2 separate regions of the Mus musculus genome follow, and region 1 is linked to region 2. A link is a contact called in public Hi-C data. All regions are on one chromosome and are shown on one strand. The core of a region is the stretch at or near the end of the contact, and the rest is flanking DNA. Distances in the headings are between cores, read along the strand shown.

Region 1 (6,275 bases), core at 1,249-3,748, 56 kb before region 2:
ACCTAGGGCCTTAGGATGTCTACTTCTCTCCTAAACCTCCTTTCCTCCCATACACACTGGCCTCTTTTTTGTGTTATAGAAGGGGTGACACCTCACGTAGTAGCATGGGCTGGCCTTGAATCCAGAAACAAGAGGATGACCTTGAAGTTCTCTGACCCTCCTGCTTCCTTCTGCCCTGGCCAGAGATACTATTACCAGCTCTCTGCCAAGTAAATTACCTCCCCGCCTGTCTTTCCTTTTCTTATTGATTCAGCCACTTTTTCTATGAAGCCCCAGCGGGTCACAACTTCTCAATCCTCCTGCCTTAGTTTCTAGAGTGCTGGGGTCCCAGGTGTCTGCCACCATGCCAAGCTCTGTGTGGAACTCCCAGAGGTATCTGAGGGGCCCAGCTAAGACCCAAGCTCTGTATGCCTCGTCTTCATGTGTGTTATGTGGATACTCGATACCCACAGCTAAAAGTATCAACTTTCTACTAATGAGTGTTATGCTGGAGATGGGCTCGGGAGGAGGAGGCAGGAGGATCAGGAGTTCAATGCCATCCCCAGCTACATAGTAAGTTCAAAGCCAACATAAACTATGAGATTCTACCAAACAACAACAACAATAATAATAAAGAAACTGGGCTACTGAGTGTAGCTCAGCAGCAGAGGACTATCCTACCATCTATGAAATCCTTCAGATACCCATCAGTGAGCCTGGATGTGCTGGGCCTTGTCTTGCCAAGGCCTGCCATCGGAGCTACCAGGGAAGCTGAGAGCAAAGGATAGCAAGTTCAAAGCCTAGCCAAGCTCCGGAGTGAATCTGAAGCCGGCCTGGGTAATTCAGCCAGATACCATTTCAAAATAAAAATTCAGAGGGGGGACCATGAAAGAACTAAGTGGTTCTCAGTGGTTGAAGGGTCTCACCAAGCCTGACAGCCTGAGGTCCCACTCTAGCACCCGCACACACGGGAACAGGACAGAACAGATTCTCACATACGCAGAGCAAATGAATAAGTGTAATTTAAAAACTATGAAGAGCTGGCTCAGCGGTTAAGAGTGCAGACTGCTCTTCCAAAGGTCCTGAGTTCAAATCCCAGCAACCACATGGTGGCTCACAACCATCCGTAATGAAATCTGATGCCATCTTCTGGAGTGTTTGAAGATAGCCACAGTGTACTTACATATAATAAATAAATAAATAAATAAATAAATATTTAAAAGATGTAATTTAGTGCCAGTGTGCTGGCTTAGCTTGGGTTCCACCCCACCTACCCCCCCCCCCCGCCCACACACACACAGAGGAGGAAGAGGAGGAAGAGGAGGAAGAGGAGGAAGAGGAGGAAGAGGAGGAAGAGGAGGAAGAATCTTTGCTGAGGAGTTTCAGTGCCTGTCACCTCTCAGCCTTGAGGCAGGTGTCTTTGTCTCCACTTTCCAGGCTGAAGGAGTTGAGGTTTTAAACTATGTCCACAAAAAGCAGAGAAGTGGAGCTGAACCTCCCTTCCTAAGCTGTTCTTGTTCAAGGTTATTCTATTTCTTTGTTTTGTCTTGCTATTGTAGCCCAGGCTGGCCTTGCCCTCCTGAGCTCAGGTCATCCCTCTGACTCGGCTTCCAGAGTAGCTAGGATGACAGGTGCATGGTAGGACACCTGACCCCCTTGTCGTTATTGCTAGCTTCTTTTCACAGGCACTATTATTTTCTGTGTGCATAGTGTGTGAGGGAGCATGCTGATGCCTGGTGTGTGTGTGTGTGTGTGTGTGTGTGTGTGTGTCTGTATGTGTGTGTGTCTGTGTGGTGTCTGTGTGTGTGTGGTCTCCATTCCCTTTCACTTGGGTTTGAGACTTAAACTCAGGTCGCCAGGCTTAGGCAGCCGGTGCCTGGGCTTGTTGAGCCTGTTTTGTTTTTGAGACAGTGAGGGTGTCACTCACACATAGCTCAGGCCCGATTCAAACTCCCTTGATTTCCTGATCCTTCTGCCTCCACCTTCCAAGTGCTGGAATTATGGCTGCTTATGCAGTGCGCTGGGACCATTACCTAGGTCTGTGTGCTAGGCCAGCCAGCTGCCCACTGAGGCACATGACCAGGCTGTCATTGCATTACAGGGCTCTTGTTTTCATCTCTACCGCTCTGATCGACACTGGAGAAGCTTGCTAGGATAGCCAGAGAGTTACACTTGGCGCATTTTTGAGCCCCAGGGTTGCAGAAGGACTGTGCTCACTGGTTCAGGGCGCTCAGATGGTGGGCATCTCATTTTACAAACACGGAAAATGACTCTAAGAGAGGTGAAGCCCCTTGCCACAGACGGCTGGAGAGGACGGGTTCCCGGCTCCTGGTCCTGAGCCCTAGGCCCGCGGACTCGCCCGGAGTACCTCGATCCCTCGCCCTCTGCCTCACCTTGCCCTTGACGTCCAGAATGAAGACTGCCGAGGCCGACATGGTGGCAGTCCGTGAAGCTAGGAGGCGAGAGCGAGCTGCAGAGGCGGCAGCGCTGCGGCTTCCTTCTTCCTGCGGAAGCGCCTTCGCCCAGGTGAGCCGCCAGGTGAGCGCGTCTTAAAGGGGAGGCCGCCAGGTGAATGCGTCTTAAAGGGGAGGCCGCCAGGTGAGAGGCACGGTCGGCGGCAAATGCCAAGGCTGGTCCAGGAGCCGCGACTGCTGTCCTGTCTCAAGTTCTCCATCGATCCTCGCATCCGCCTACCCATGTATCCATTCACGCTCCGCTTCCACTCACCCACCCACCCACACATCCATCCATCACCCCCTTCCACATACGTATACACATTCACATCTACATTAACCCACCCATACATACACGTATCCACCCAATCAAGCATCCATCCACCCACCAGGGCATCAGCCTGTTCGTGTGTCTATGTAACTTGTTCTCTCACCCACACATACCAGTTTCAACAGGACTTGGCCCTTTTTCTATGTGTGACCCGGTGCCCACCACTAGATGTTCAGTAGTGTTAATCCTTCTCACACTAAACATTTTAATTGTTTCGTTGTTTCTGTTGTTATTATTAGTATTGCTGTTGCTGCTAGTTGTATATATTTTTTTCAAAACAGAGTTCTCTGTGTAGCCATAGCTGGCCTCGAGTCCACCTGCGTCTTCCTCTCGAGTGCTGGGATTAAAGGCGCCACCATGCTTCGCTCGTGTTGTTTATTTGTTTTGTGTTATTAATTCTAGAAGAAGCCGGGCGGTGGCGCACGCCTTTAATCCCAGCACTCGGGAGGCAGAGGCAGGCGAATTTCTGAGTTCGAGGCCAGCCTGGTCTACAGAGTGAGTTCCAGGACAGCCAGGGCTATACAGAGAAACCCTGTCTCGAAAAACCATAAAAAAAAAAAAAAAAAAAAAAAATCTAGAAGAAAGGTTGAGATAGCCCGGATGGCCTGGAGCTCATTGTGTGGTCCAGACTGGCCTCAGCCTTACAAGTTCTGTGATTAGTCACGAACCAACATGTCTGACTTTGTTTTCCGTTTTCTAATTTCATTCTTTTTTTTTTAATATCCCAGGCTACCCTTAAACTCAAGATCATTCTGCTTCCCCATTGCTGGGATACCGTTTTGCGGAAGGTGATGGGGAAAAAAACCCACTCTAAACCTTAGCCTAGCCATCTACATGACGCTCCGCTGTGGAAGAAACGTTTCCTGTGCAGCCGCCAGGGGGCGACAAAGCCCGTTTGGGCATCGGTGCGGGCTCTGACCTTTAACAGGCCGGGAGTCCAGATGCAGCTATGAGGATCTCCCAAGGCAATTGTCCTAAAGCAGAGGGCCTGTGTGAAGAGCTTATCAGCCACCACCTGGGAGGAAGCAGAGCACAGACAGTCTCAGGGCCACACAGCCGGGTTATCAGGCCACAATTCTCTTATTCTGGTTGTTTTGACAGTCCTAGGGGGTGGAACGCCCACCTTTGCTGGTGACAGGCAAGCCCTGTGCCCCTGATTACATTCCCAGCCCTTAATGTTTTTGTCTGGGGCCTCATGTATAGCACAGGCTAACCTTAAATTCCCCCTTTTTTCTCTTTTTTTTCCTTTTAAATCTTTTTAAAGATTCATTTATTTATTATATGTAAGTACACTGTAGCTGTCTTCAGACAATCCAGAAGAGGGAGTCAGATCTTTTTACAGATGGTTGTGAGCCACCATGTGGTTGCTGGGATTTAAACTCCGAACCTTCGGAAGAGCAGTCGGGTGCTCTTACCCACTGAGCCATCTCACCAGCCCTCTTTTTTTCTTTTTTTTCAAGACAGGGTTTCTCTGTATAGCCCTGGCTGTCCTAGAACTCACTTTGTAGACCAGGCTGGACTGGAACTCAGAAATCTGCCTGCCTCTGCCTCCCAAGTGCTGGGATTAAAGGCTTGTGCCACCACCGCCCAGCTTTTTTATTTTTCACCTTAAATTGCCAAGTCTTCTGCCTAACCCTCCCCAGTTGCAGCACTATCTTCAGGCTCGCCATAAATACCTTCCCTACACCCTTTTTTAAAGACCCATCTAGGGGGCTGGCGAGATAGCTCAGTGGTTAAGAGCACCGACTGCTCTTCCGAAGGTCCCGAGTTCAAATCCCAGCAACCACAACCATCTATTCCAGGCCTTCATATTTAACCAAGGATCACCTTGAACTCCTGAGCACCTCTGTACCTTCTAAGGGACAGGGTGACATGCATACCCTACCACAGTCCATTGATGTGGTGCAGTGATCAGTGATCGGGAGGGAACCCAGGGCTTTGTGTATGCTAGGCAAGCGCTCTACCGGCTAAGCCAAGCCCTCATTTTCTGGATAACCCTTTGAGGGAACCAGCGAGCTGCTGTTATCTTCCATTGGCAAGATGGGGAGCCTGAAGTTTGGCTCCAAGAGGGTAAAATTGTCCAACAGTTTTGTTTGTCTGGTTTTGTTATTAATGCTATAATATAGTCCCAGACAGCCTGGAAATCATTATCCTCCTGCCTCAGTGCTGCGGGGATCACAGGAATGCTCGATCGTGCCCAGTTTACGTGGTGCTGGGGCTAGAACCCAGACACTCTTGCATGCTAGACCCATGATCTACCAGCTGGGCTCAACCCCTCAGCTTTTAGCTGGCTCCAGCTCATAGGCTCCAGGAGAGGAGTCCTTCCTTATCATCAGCAGACACAGGCAGCCTGGGCTCGCCTCACCTCTGCTGGGAGTGGGATAGGCAGATTCCAGGGGCTTCCCTGCTTGCAAGGACACTGTGATATACATACATACATACATACATACATACATACACACACACATTTACACACACACAAACACATGCTTGAGCTCACACACACATCTCAAAATACAAGGTGTGGAGAGAGCCAGAGAAGCCAGGCTGGTAACACAAGCTTTTAACCCTAGCACTCTCCAGATAGAAGCAGGCAGATCTCCACAGTCAGAACTCTCCAGGACAGCCAGGGCTACATATTGTCACCTTGACTAAAGACAGAACTCATAATTGGGGGGGGGGGTGTCAGTGAAATTGCTCAAAGGTGGCTGTTTCAGCACCAGTCTAATCCCCAGGTCCTTCATGATTGATGGGAGAGAACCGACTTCTATAGGTGGTCCTCTGCCCTCTGCACACAGACACAGAAAATAAACCAAATATAATTTTAAAGAAAGATGGCTAGCTCCTAAGAAGGGAATGTGTCTGGAGTTGTCCTCAGGCCTCCGGACTTAAATGTGCACAGCACAAAGCCAGCAACACCCTCCTGGGACCTAAGATGCATTCACATGGTAAATGGAACCCAGAAGCCTGGGCCCAACGCCCTGGAATCTGAAACTCAAGGCCTAGTTAGCTAAAAAATTCATGAGACCAAGAGCCTCCTTGGGGGCAGAGAACAGACTCTCACTGTCTTGCCTCGGCCAGCCCAGCCCAGCCCAGCCCAGCCCAGCCTGGCTTAGCACAGCCCAGTTTGGCTCAGTAGCCACCACCATCCCCGGGATGGTGGCTTTGTCCCAGTTTGTTCTAAATATCTTGTCCTCCTCCTCCCTCCCTGTGTCCGACCTCAGTTTCTACTTATCAGCCTCCTTCCTTCTCCTCCCTCTAAAGAAATGTCTACCCCAGCAATCAGCGCCCACCCTCCCTCTCACACCTATGGCTCCCAACCCAGCAGTCAGACTCCAGCTGACCTATGGCCCTCACCCCTCATTACAAAACTCTCACCAAATTTGCTTTCTTTATGTCATTGTTTCTCTGTGGAGAGGTCCCTCTGACTTCCTACTTTGTGTCCAGGACACAGCCCTCCTCTGGGTTTTTCTATGGCCGGCAGGGACCCTTCACAACTGGCTACTAACCTT
Region 2 (6,021 bases), core at 2,745-5,244:
TATGTGATTCACTGAATACATAGTTTCAGAGTTGTAATGCTTGGATGATTTTTGTGCTCTACTGTGACAAATGATTTTTGTTGGTATTTGTGATAGTTTTACTGGATACAGTTTCTAAGAGTTGTAATGTTTGTTTTTTTAATGTATAAAATCCCCTGCTTGAGAGTTGCAAAATACACTCAGATTCAAACTGCCTCTGTGTTTGTTTCTGTTTGTCACCACCAAATCCTTACCCATCTAGCTTCGAGGACCCTCATTCCAGGGATCCCCATACCTGACTGGGGTGGTCCATGGCAGAGGAGATGTCATTGGAGGACCAGAGTTAGGATGCTCAGGAAGGCTTCAATGCTGGGGCCAGTTTGCTTTATCTCTCTCCACCTCTCTGCTTCCCAAGTGCTGGGATTAAAGGCGTGGGCCACCACCACTTGGTTACCTTTTCTTTTCTTTTCTTCTCTTTTCTTTTCTTTTTTTTTAAAAGATTTATTTATTTATTATATGTAAGTACACTGTAGCTGTCTTCAGACACTACAGAAGAGGGCATCAGATCTTGTTACAGATGGTTGTGAGCCACCATATGGTTGCTGGGATTTGAACTCCAGACCTTCAGAAGAGCAGTCGGGTGCTCTTACCCACCAGCCCCGCATTTTCATTTTGTACTTTAAAACCACAAGCAAAAGCCGGGCGTGGTGGCGCCTTTAATCACAGCATTCAGGAGGCAGAGGCAGGTGGATTTCTGAGTTCGAGGCCAGCCTGGTCTACAGAGTGAGTTCCAGGACAGCCAGGGCTACACAGAGGAACCCTGTCTCGAAAAACAAAAACAAACAAACAAACAAAAAAAGGCAATGAGAAATCAGAAAACTTTCTTCATAGCCAATGTGCTGTTGCTCTTGCTTTTAGACTGGGTCTCACTCTATAGCCCTGATTGGCTTTGAGTTTAGAGATTTGCCTGCCTCTGCCTCCTGAGTTCTGGGATTAAATGCTTGAAGGTCCACAACCAGTTAAGGATGTATTTAAGGGCTGGAGAGATGGCTTAGTGATTAAGAGCACTGATTGCTCTTCTGAAGGTACTGAGTTCAAATCCCAGCAACCTCATGGTGGCTGACAACCAGCCATAATGAGACCTGACACCCTCTTCTGTTGCATCTGACAATAGCTACAGTGTAGTTAGATATAATAATAAATAAATCTTTAGATCAGAGCAAGCAGGGTTGCCTGGAGTGAGCAGAGGTCCTGAATTCAAATTCCCGGCTCACAACCATCAGTACAGGTACAGTGTACTCATATACATAAAATAGATAAAAATAAATAAATCTTAAAAACAATGTATTTAAATTTTACTTTATTTTTATTAATATATGTTTGCGGGTACCCATAGAGAAGAGAACATCAGAAGAGGGCTGGGATTACAGGAAATTGTGAGCATACTGATACAGTTGCTGGGAACCAAATTTAGGTTCAATCCCTATTAAAGATATTTTAAAATAGGCTTAAGCAGAGAACTGACAGGCAAAGCTCCCCAGTAAGAATTTACTGCAAGCACTCAGGGGCTACGAAGAAGAGAGTATGTTCTCTGCCAGAGTAACATACTCTTAACTTTCTCCAGCCCCCATTTTCAATTTTACAAGTTGTGGTATGAGCTGAATGTGATAAATATTTTTCATTTCAGTATTCCAGATGCAGAGGGAGATGGCTCTCTGCTCTCTGCTGAGATCAAGGCCAGTTTGGGTGAGACATTATCTTAAAAAAGAAAAAGCTGCCGGGAGGGGGTGGGGCACACATTTGATCCCAGCACTTGGGAGGCAGAGACAGGCGGATTTCTGAGTTCAAGGCCAGCCTGGTCTACAGAGTGAGTTCCAGGACAGCCAGGGCTACACAGAGAAACCCTGTCTCGAACCTGCGCCCCCCTCCCCCCCGCCAAAAAAAAAAAAAAAAAAAAAAAAAAAAGGAAGGAAGAAAAAAAGAAAAAGCTGTGGTGCAGGGCTGATGCGACAGCTCCCTGGGCAAAGGTGCTTGCTACCAGGCCTGAGGACCTGAGTCCAATCCCCAGGATCCACCGAGAAGCTGATGTGGACAAGGATTTGGAGGACACAGCTTGTGACAGTGCTTGTCACAGCTGTATCCTGCAGCTCACAAGGTAGTGTGGCTGTGCCCTGACAGTGGTGCACTTTTAAAGGACTTGTTCTTTTTGTATGGTATACATAGGTTTACATGTTCACTTGTGCATGTAGAGGGCAGAAGTGGATGCCCGTCTAGTTGTCTTTATTACTTCTTCAGTCTGTCTCACTAATCCCAGAGCTAGCTTGTTCTGCTAGGTTGGCTAACCAATGAGACCCAAGGGATCCTCTGTGTCTCCTTCCCCAGCCTGGGGTTACAGTTGTACACTACCATGCTCTGCTCTTTACCTGGGTGTAGATAATCAGCCTGAGTTCATCCTTGGGATCTCACATAAAGACAAAAATAGAAATGTCTCTGACCTTCATACAGCGTGTGGCTACACACACACACACACACACGCGCGCGCGCGGAGAAAGAGACAGACAGACAAGACAGAGAGACAGACAGACATACAGACAGACACTGAGAAAGGCTGAAAGAAAAAATAGTTTACTAACGTCTGTCTGCAGGGGCTGGGGAGGCGCCTCAGAAGTAACTCCAGTTCTGGAAGATTCAACACTCTCTTCTGACTTTCAGTGGACCCTGGCACATATGTGATGCACAGACACAACCTGTTGCAGACATACACGCAGTCAAAACACTAAACACATTAAAAAAAGGAATTAAAAATCCATCTGAAAACCCTCAGGCAAACCGTATTAACCATGTCTACCACTTGGCGGCGCTGTTAGAACAGGTGTGTCATTTAGAGCGTATTCCAGATCAGAAGCACCTCAGGTCTCCTACAAATGGGTTCATTTAGAACTTTTTCCTCAAGTTCAGACTTTGGTGAGGTAGGTCTCTAAAACCTAGGAAGGAAGAAAAAAAGCCAGACACCAACTCTGATAGCAGCAATAAATCCCTATAGATGGACACCAGATATGAAGAGCTCCGGACCTGGGAGTTTGAGAGCTTTGTTCTGTTCATCCTTGCCTGGAATTTGCCTGTTTTGTGTGTGTGGTACGGGGGTCTGACCCACGGCCTCCTATGCTAAGGACTCTTTTTCTTTTTTTTTTTTTTCGAGACAGGGTTTCTCTGTGTAGCCCTAGCTGTCCTGGAACTCACTTTGTAGACCAGGCTGGCCTCGAACTCAGAAATCCTCCTGCCTCTGCCTCCCAAGTGCTAGGATTAAGGCCTGCGCTACGGCTGCCCGGCGCTAAGCACTCTTAACACAGGGGCAATCTATTAAACCCTCAGTTGCCTAGTGACATGGTCTTATTTGTAATCTAGCGATATCAAAGTGGAGGCAGAATCTTCGAGTTTAAAGCCAGTGTGGGTAAAATAGCAAAACTGTATCTCAAAAATACAAAAATGAGGAACGGTGAGATGGCTCAGCAGCCTGACAGCGTGAGTAGGAGCCCTGGACCAGTGTTGACAACCGCATGTGCCAGTCTTTCAATGCAGTGTGGATCAAGGTACGGAGACTGACTTCGAATCATGGCGCACGCGCACTCCCAGGAACGCACACGAACTGGAGTCGTCAGAAGGGCCCACCCCTGCTCCATTGCGTCACGTGATAACGGTCGCTCGGAAAAAACCGCCTTTGGAAAAAACAAACGAAATGGATGGGCTCCCGTCAGGTGATTCGGGTCTACCAATAGTGAAAACGAGTCAAGAAACAACAAGAAAGGCCTGTCACGTGATGGAAGCGAAGCCAACCACGGTCACGTGGCCGACCAAACCCGTGAGAGAACTGGCCCGACGTTGACGTCACGCCAACAGACCCAGTCGCTAAGTCAACGTCACGTGATGTGCCCTCCCCCGCCCCTTTCGTCTCACCCGCCTACTGGGGGTTGGGCCTAGGTGGATCGCCCACGTGATGCGGGGGCGGGCCGCTGCCAGTCACGTGGCCCTGCACCTCCCCGGCGCGCGCCCGCCCGCCCGCTCGCTCGCCCCCGGTCCCCGGCTCCTCCTCCTCCTTTTCTCGCCATTGCAGTTGGGACTGAAGCAGCCCCGGCGAAAACCGCGTGGCTTTTTTTTTTTTTTTTGAGGGGGGTTGTGAAGACTCCGGAAGGCTCGTGGCAGGAGGGCGGCGGCGCCTGAAGGCGAAGGACGGGAACACCGGCAAGGTAAGTGGCAATGTGGCGTCTCCCGCCTCCGCCCCTCCCCCCTCCCGTTCTCCCACTTGTCAGCGATGGCTGGGCCAAGAGGACGCTAGTGACAGGTCTGTTGCCATCCCGCCGACCCTCCCCTTCGCTCGGCTCTTCCATCTCTCAGCGTCTCGCTCCTTCCTCCTCCGGCCTCGCTCCCGCGCTTGGCCGTTACTCTTCCCCCATTGTGCCGAGGAAACAAAATGGCGGAGGCAGTGCCCCCGTGCGCGCGCATCCATTCTCCCCCCTTCGTGGCCCCCTCGGCCCAGGCCTGGGCGCTGCCCCCGGGGGGTGCGCACGCACTGTGGTACTCTCCCCTCTCCACGGGCCGCTTACTTTCCCCCAGCCCGAGCTTTTGTCTGTTGCTTTGGCCTCGCGCACGCGCGCACGTGTTGGAGCACACACCCCCTCATATCTAGAGCATCCCAGCCGGCGCAGAAGGGAAAATCTCCTTCCTTTACCCGCTTTACCTCTTTGTTCAGGTACATCCCTGGCTTCTAGGAGGATGCCAGGTTCATCCCAGTTCCTATGGCGGGAAACATGTCTTCTTTGTCCTGAACACGGTCCTGAACAGGGTCCCTGGAAAAGGAGACATGTAGGACTTCTTTCGTGGTTCTCCCTCAGGTTTCTGTGGGTGGGATACTCTGCTGGTTGATTATAGAGTTCTACCACTATTCTACGAGTGGTAGCTAGTGCAGTCACTCAGCCTGCGAAATGAAGTGTGAGGAACAGCAGCAAAGGAGAAAGGCCACTGCAGGTACCACTGCTCTTGTCCAGTAGAGCTGAGAGGTCTTTGACCCTTAGCTGACATGTTGTGGTAGCTCCTGGTTGCTGAGGTATGTGAATGGGATCTGCAGGCCCTAGTTTTGTTTTGTTTTTTTGATTTTTCGAGATAGAGTTTCTCTGTATAGCCCTGGCTGTCCTGGAACTCACTTTGTAGACCAGGCTGTCCTGGAACTCAGAAATCCGCCTGCCTCTGCCTCCCAAGCGCTGGGATTAAAGGCGTGCGCCACCACGCCCGGCAGACCCTAGATATTTTGGCTGTCTAGAAGTCTGCAGTCCAGATTGGAGGCTGGTGATTAGTGCCAGGCTGGCCTTGGCAAAGCTGGGCGCTGTATCAGTCTCTCTTTGCTGATTTGGACCAGCCTGGGATTCCCCTCCTACTGGAGCTGAAAAGGGCGTGACTGTTTTTAGTTTTTCTGATGTAGCTTAATGGTTACCTGTAGGCAGAAGTTCGTTTGGCTTTTTCTAATGTCGTCTCGTCTTCTAGGCTCATGTAACTGTGAATAATCTGTGTGCTGTTCTTTATTTTCCTCAACTTCTGGTCTTTGACTAACTGGCTAAAGGTTTGCTCCTGCCCCCCACCCCCCTCTTTTTTTGAAGTAGTGTCTCACTATGTAGGCCTTGAACTCCTTCTGCCACAACCTTCTCAGGGCTTGGATTATGTTTGTATGTCACTACACCCACAGCATCTTGCTCTATGGGCAAGGCGTCCTAGCATGGTCAGGACTTGGTACAGGAGGAAGGTATAGATGTGAGTTAGAAGAGGTGTTTTTTTTTTGTTTGTTTGTTTTTTTGTTTTTTTTTAGATTTATTTATTATATGTAAGTACACTGTAGCTGTCTTCAGACACTACTATCTGAAGAGGATGTCATGACAATCTCATTACGGATGGTTGTGAGCCACCATGTGGTTGCTGGGATTTGAACTCAGGACCTTTGGAAGAGCAGTCAGTTGCTCTCACCTGCTGAGCCATCTCACCAGCCCTGGAAGAGTC

Evidence for each region. Hi-C and Micro-C count contacts between places; a contact is called where the count stands out from the background.
Region 1: a Hi-C map of muscle stem cells shows a contact between it and region 2, with 4 times the contacts expected there. The contact joins the promoter of Ap1m2 here to the promoter of Ilf3 in region 2. A contact is called at or near these places in 32 of 39 promoter capture datasets (the 3T3-L1 cell line, 3T3-L1-derived adipocytes, the C10 cell line and 20 more), 12 of 15 datasets of contacts at CTCF or cohesin (CD8 T cells, the G1E-ER4 cell line, the NIH/3T3 cell line and 7 more), 297 of 484 Hi-C or Micro-C datasets (the 3T3-L1 cell line, 3T3-L1-derived adipocytes, the 4T1 cell line and 150 more), 67 of 115 datasets of contacts at active chromatin or transcription factors (the 230-238 cell line, CD4 T cells, CD8 T cells and 42 more) and 6 of 9 other capture datasets (adipose tissue, embryonic stem cells, embryonic tail and 3 more).

What each region holds. Positions count from the first base shown.
Region 1 is chr9:21,309,835-21,316,109 of GRCm38.p6, forward strand. It overlaps Ap1m2 (adaptor protein complex AP-1, mu 2 subunit), which reads right to left and starts at 2,499. Exons shown (of 11, transcript NM_009678.2): 1 at 2,373-2,499. The coding sequence starts at 2,414.
Region 2 is chr9:21,363,877-21,369,897 of GRCm38.p6, forward strand. It overlaps Ilf3 (interleukin enhancer binding factor 3), which reads left to right and starts at 3,995. Exons shown (of 20, transcript NM_001042707.2): 1 at 3,995-4,223. Gm36198 (a long non-coding RNA gene) reads right to left here. Exons shown (of 3, transcript XR_870570.3): 1 at 4,715-6,021; 2 at 2,613-3,695.